Linked DNA regions of Sus scrofa: region 1 is linked to region 2. Evidence: chromatin contacts called from public Hi-C data. All regions are on one chromosome and are shown on one strand. Each heading gives the region's core, a stretch centred on a gene start, on an enhancer-like site or on the middle of the called end of the contact. The rest is flanking DNA. Distances are from core to core; before and after follow the strand shown.

Region 1 (2,832 bases), core at 303-2,802, 490 kb before region 2:
TCTCTCCCTCTTTTTACCACTGGTCCTGTACCTCCTAAAAAAAAATGTATTTCTGGGAGCTGCCTGGTGGTCTAATGGTTAGGATTTGGCCATTTCACTGCTGTGGCCCAGGTTCAATATGATCTGTGAACTGGGATCCCACATCATAATACTGTATGCTGCAGATTAAAAAAAAAAAAAAAAAAAAACAAACAAACAAAAAACCCAAAAACCAAACTTCTTATTCCTGGGTCTTTGCTTTGAGCTCTGTCTGAGCTAAGACAATATCTAACTGACATTTTACATTCACATGCCCAAAATATTACTCTGGATTCCCCCACTCCTCCCATATGTTCCTCAGCTCAGTAAAGGGCAACTCCATAATTCCTGTTACTTAGGTCAAAAGTAGACTCATTCTGGAATCCTCTCTCTCAACAGGCCCACTCCTCTAACTGCATTCAATTCATTAGCAAACTGTCTGCTTTCCTTGGAAATATTCAAAATTTCACCATTTCTCATCATCTCCACCACTTCTGTCCCCTAGTTAGGCCACCATCCTTTCTTTTCAGACCACTGTAAACAGCCTCCTAACTTATTTCCCTATTTCCAAATTTACTACACTATTCTTCACATAGCAGTCAAGTTGATTCATTAAAATGCAACTTGTTTCTGCGTCCAAACCCTCTAGTGGGTACCTATCCCATTTAAAATAAAATTGAAAGTCTTTCTGATATTCCATGGGCTTTGCATAATCATACCCCTGGCATCCCTTTGCCCTAATATTTGACCCCTTTCTTCCTCCTTGTGATGCCCTAACCCACTGACCTTCTTGTTGACACTGGAACATGCTAAGTGTGTTCTCGTCTTGGGACTTCTGTGTTGCTCTTTCCCTGCCTGGAATGTTTCTTCCCACCAGAATCCATCATCTTTATATCATCCTCATGGATAGAATTTAAATTTTAAAACTGAGAACCGTCTTTGGAGGACATCTCACTTTAAACCTTGTGAACAATACGATATTATCATAGTTCACACACTAGGAAAGTACAGTGTTTCACATATTACACATAAACACGTCATGGATCTGGCTGGTGTCAATGGATTGATTCAAAGAGTTTTTATTTACAGAGAGGATTAAATCACACTAGCAGGAAGCAGGTGTGGGGGAGTGGGACGACAGGGTGGCGTGATCAGATAGAAGATCAGAGAATGTCTGCCCCTAAGGCCAGACTGTTCTTGGTGCGGGTTGGGTGCTGGCTCAGCGTGAGGGTGGGCCAAAGTTCAGGAAACTGGAGGGACAGAGAAGCTTAACCAATGTTTGGTAAACAAGCATTTTGTTCCAACTGATTAGTGGGGACACACACTTTGACTAATCATTTATGAGGCAAAGAAAGGGAGTTTTGAGGGTCTGGGCTTGTCATGGGTAAATAAGAGGCACCTGTAAGTCTTATCTGCTAAAAGGGAGAAGGTGGTTCTTTGTAGTAAGCAGTTTTCTGGAAGACAAAGGGTGGGGGTGTTCCTTAACCTTCCCTGTCCCACAGGATCACAGGACAAACCTGGGTAAACATCAACACTGGCACCACTTAAAGAGGGGAGATTCCCCCACGTGCTTTCCTGTCACTTGCCATTCTCCTCCTGGCTCTTTCAACACGTGCCCTGTGACACGCTCATCATGTCTTCCCCAGCCCCCAGCTGGAGCAGGGCCTTTTTCTGCCCCGCTGTATCCCCCCTGCTGCAATAGTGCCCCACCCAGAGCAAGTCCCTAGTACATGTCAGCTGGATGCATGGGACCTGAAATTCTCCTTTTTGAGGGCTGGGTGGAATGGTGCGGCTGTCAGAGTTGAGGCTCAGAAAGGCTGATCTGGAAGGGCTGTGTTTCAGGAAGGAGACGTCCAACCAGAGAGCCCTCTCCACAGCCCTCGTGTTAGAGAGAAACCCTAGATAAGCAAGCAGCAGATTCAAGAGACCCTGAGGAAGAACAATTCCCCTTTGAAAGCCAAGAAATGTCATCTTCCTCTCCTTCTTTCTCTTTTCCTTCTTTTTTTCCTTTTTAGGGCCACACCTGCGGCACTTGGAAGTTCCCAGACTGGGGGTCGAATCGGAGCTGCAGCTGCTGGCCTACACCACAGCCTCGGCAATGCTGGATCCTTAGTCCACTGAATGAGGCCAGGGATCAAACCCACATCCTCACGGATACTAGTCAGGTTTTTAACCCGCTGAGCCACAACAGGAACTCCAAGAGTGTCTTTCTGATCTCTTATCCCAGCACCCATTATGATGCCTGGCCACTGGTTGATCTGTTGAAATTATAGTTAACATTTATGGGAGCTCTGTGGATATTCATGGGAGAGAGTGGCCACTCTGCTGAATCCTGTCCTCTTGTGAGAAGGTGTTTTCTGACCGATGCCTGGCAAGGGTGGCTTCCAGGAAACCAGTAGAAGAGTTTGATTTGGACTCCATCCAGTTGAGAGATGCGAACTGGGACCTGACCCCTGCCTCACAAAACTAAAGTGAACCACGAATGGGGCCTGATACCCTTCTACCCCAGAAAATGCAGAGTGGGAAAGAGCTGACTCTCTGCCGTGATAGTGGAGCCAGCAGGCTGATCAGGTTGGGATGGGTCTGTACTCCCAGAACTAGTCAGGGCAGGGGACTGGACAGCGGCCACCATGCACCCAATGTGGACCATACAGGAGAGCGCTGACCTGAGGAGTCTTGTCCAGTCTGGTAGGGCCAGCTGGTAGGATGGGGTGTCCTTATGAGGAGGAGGCTGAGTGCCCAGGGGCTAAGAGTTTCAAGGACCACCTGGCATATACATGTACCCACTCAGGTTGAGGGACAAGAGGTGGCTCT
Region 2 (3,238 bases), core at 174-2,673:
GAGGTGGCTGCAATGGCTGATGACTGTGACATCTTTGCTTACTCATATGGCAGGCAATATTTTATTTCTCAGTGCTACAATTCTGCTATTCTTCCTGTGTTTAAAATATTTTAAAGGGACAGAAAAATGGAAAAGAACAGCTCTCTGATGTGAATTCATGAAGGAATCCTTCCATCACACACCACACACATACACACACACACACACATTTGTTTTGACACAAGCTAATTGTCCACCCCTTTCTCCCTTGCCTCCCATCACTAAAATAATTTTCTCTGTACAATTTATAAAATCACAGTAAGTAGTCTTAGGGCTTTTTAAAAATTCAATGAGTTTTCTTATCAATTTAATTATTTCAGCACATTGTTCAAGTTAATTAACTTTCATTGAGTTGATTTACTCTTATAGTCCAAAAAAGGTTTTTAAGCTCCACAAAAAAAGATTTGTAGAAGTCAACATAAAATTACTTGTTTCTTATTGAAATTCTAGTTTTAAGAATATTTATCTGTATTACCCAATCTCCCTGCTGGCTACACCCAGATAAACTCTTAAAATTTTGTGTTTCCTTTCAACTGCTTTTTTTTTTAAGTGAAGTGAAAATAGGTGATTATACAACTTTTCATTCTTTGTTCCAAGACTGCACCATAGGAGTTTCTGCTGTGGTGCCACAGATTAAAAATTCAACTGTGGTGGCTTAGGTCGCTGTGGAGTTGCAGGTTCAATCCCTGGCCCAGGAACTTCCATTTGCCATGGGTGTGGCCAAAAAAAACAAAAAAACCAACAAAAAAAACTGCACCATGAGTATTTTTCATATCATCGAGAACTCTAAGTGTAATTATTACTATTATTATTTGTTCTGGCCACACCGATGGCAGTCAGAAGTTCCCAGGTCAGGGATCAACCCTGTGCCACAGCAGTGACAACTCCAGGTCCTTAACCCCTAGGTTGTCAGGGAACTCCCTCTAAGTGTAGTTTTTTGTTTTTGTTGTTGTCTTTTTAGGGCTGCATCCATGGCATATGGAAGTTCCCATACTAGGGGTTGAATTGGAGATGTAGTCACCAGCCTACACCACAGCCACAGCAAAACCATATCTGAACCATGCCTGCGAACTGCTGGATCCTTAACCCACTGAGCAAGGCCAGGGATTGAACCCACATCCTCATGGATACTAGTCAGATTCATTTCTGTTGAGCCACGATGGGAACTGCTAAGTGTAATTTTAATGGCTGCTCCTCATCCATTGCAATAGAGACCATGAGCTGTTTACACACTCGCTCCTTGCCAGCAGTTTGCATATTCTGGCATCCCCGTGTCATAGTGTAAGGCAAACATGTTTGTGTGTGAACTTTGGCCCCAACTAGGGCAATTTCCTGGAACTGGAGTTACCAGGTGAAAGGGCACACTAATGTTTAAGGTTCTTGACATCAGCTGACAAACTGCCTTCCAGAAAGGATATAACAGTGTGACGTGGCCACCAGAGAGAGTCTTTGCTCCAGCCAGCTTGGCAAGAAATTACGAAACCCATCTCAGGGGGTTAATTTGCTTTTCTATTATCAGTAGTGAACTTGAATATTTTATCCCAACTGTGTTGAGCATTCTTTTTTTTTTTTTTTTGTCTTTTTAGGGCTACACCCTATGGAGCATACGAAGCTTCCCAGACTAGGGGTTGAATCAGAGCTACAACTGCCAGCCTACACCACAGCCACAGCAACTCTGGATCCCAGCTGAGTCTGCGACCTATACCACAGCTCACAGCAACGCAGGATCCTTAACCTACTGAGCGAGGCCAGGGATCGAACCTGTATCCTCATAGATGCTAGTCAGGTTCGTTACCGCTGAGCCACGATGGGAACTCCTGTTTTGAGCATTCTTCTGTCCATTTTTGCCTATCCATAGTCTTTCCAGTGCTATCTCTGGGGTCAGCATTGTCTCCCCATCACAAGTGTAGGCACTTTTTCTACTCGGGGCAATATCCCTTTGTCTAATCTGTCTTTGAAGACCATTTGCCCCAGTTTACCATGTGCTTCTGCCCAGGTAGGCAGATCTTGGCTGGGATCCTTTGGATTTGCTTCTCTCTCCAGGTTTCCAAACAGCTTTTTGTCCTGTGACCTTTGTTCTGTGATGGGTCCAGGGAAAGTCATTGACTTTCCCTTTTTTTTTTTAAATCTTAAGGATGAGAGTAATGACTTTCAAGTTCTGTACATGTCAGAGTGGAAACCAGAAGAGATTTATTTTTTCAGGAGTTTTTAAATTCTGAATTCAATTTCTCTAATGGTTAGAGGACTATTCGACCATTAAAGAAGTTGCATCTGTCGTTAAAATCTCCCCCCCGAAGATCTCCAGGTTTCTGCGTTTCCCTGGAGGAGTCCACAAACACTGAAGAGTCCTATAACCTTGATTTGTTTAAAAAATGCTCTGCCTGGATGATTTTCTAGTTCTAATCCTCTTTTCATTACCATAGATTTTCATTTGAACCTATAATGTACTTCACGTTTGTGTGTCTAGTTATGGATATGGGCTGAAGTTATTTTAACTTTGCGCACTTAATCACCATATTCATTTTGTATTTTAGCATATTTTCTTATCCTTCAATTTGAAGCTTTCATTCCCTTTCCTTTCTCTTTCTCTATATACTATGACTTTGCTGATGGAATTTTAAACATGCAAATATAGGCAAATGATCCCTTGTACCCACTGACTTTGAGAGTAGCCTGGCATGGCCCCTTTGGATTTTCACCAACATCAATTAAAAACAAAACATGACAGGAGTTCCCATTGTGGCTCAGTGGTAATGAACCTGACTAGTACTCATGAGGAGCTGGGTTTGATCTCTGGCCTCACTCAGTGGGTTAAGGATCTGGCATTGCTATGAGTTGTGTAGGTTGCAGACGTGGCTTGGATCCTGTGTTGCTGTGGATGCAGCTCCAATTTGACCCCTATTCTGGGAACCTCAATATGTCGCATGTGCGGCCCTAAAAAGCAAACAACAACAACAAAAACAAACAAAAAACAAAAACCCAAATAACAAAACACACAAACCACCACCACCAACAACAAACAGCAAGACAATTCTTAGCCACTTTTCTGCTTTGCCATTCAAGGGCTACTTTTCCTGACTTTGGCTGTGGAGGGGCATGTAGTTGGTGCCATGATTTCCACATTGCACTGGGGACTCTTGGAGGCAGGAACCATGCACGCCCTCACTGGGAGCTCCTGATCTCCCTCTTCTGGACTGTG

Evidence for each region. Hi-C and Micro-C count contacts between places; a contact is called where the count stands out from the background.
Region 1: a contact with region 2 is called in a Hi-C map of liver, with 20 times the contacts expected there. The contact joins two enhancer-like sites. A contact is called at or near these places in 3 of 47 Hi-C or Micro-C datasets (liver and skeletal muscle).

The regions. Positions count from the first base shown.
Region 1 is chr13:27,563,796-27,566,627 of Sscrofa11.1, reverse strand. No RefSeq gene overlaps it. Among named protein-coding and RNA genes, the nearest start is that of TOPAZ1, 9.5 kb to the left of the region's middle. Within about 2 kb of position 1,552, at least 4 of the 83 cell types and tissues checked have an H3K27ac peak or open chromatin away from gene starts, as enhancers often do. A contact at or near this core is called in liver, where this site is marked.
Region 2 is chr13:27,071,781-27,075,018 of Sscrofa11.1, reverse strand. No RefSeq gene overlaps it. Among named protein-coding and RNA genes, the nearest start is that of ABHD5, 67 kb to the right of the region's middle. Within about 2 kb of position 1,423, at least 6 of the 83 cell types and tissues checked have an H3K27ac peak or open chromatin away from gene starts, as enhancers often do. A contact at or near this core is called in liver, where this site is marked.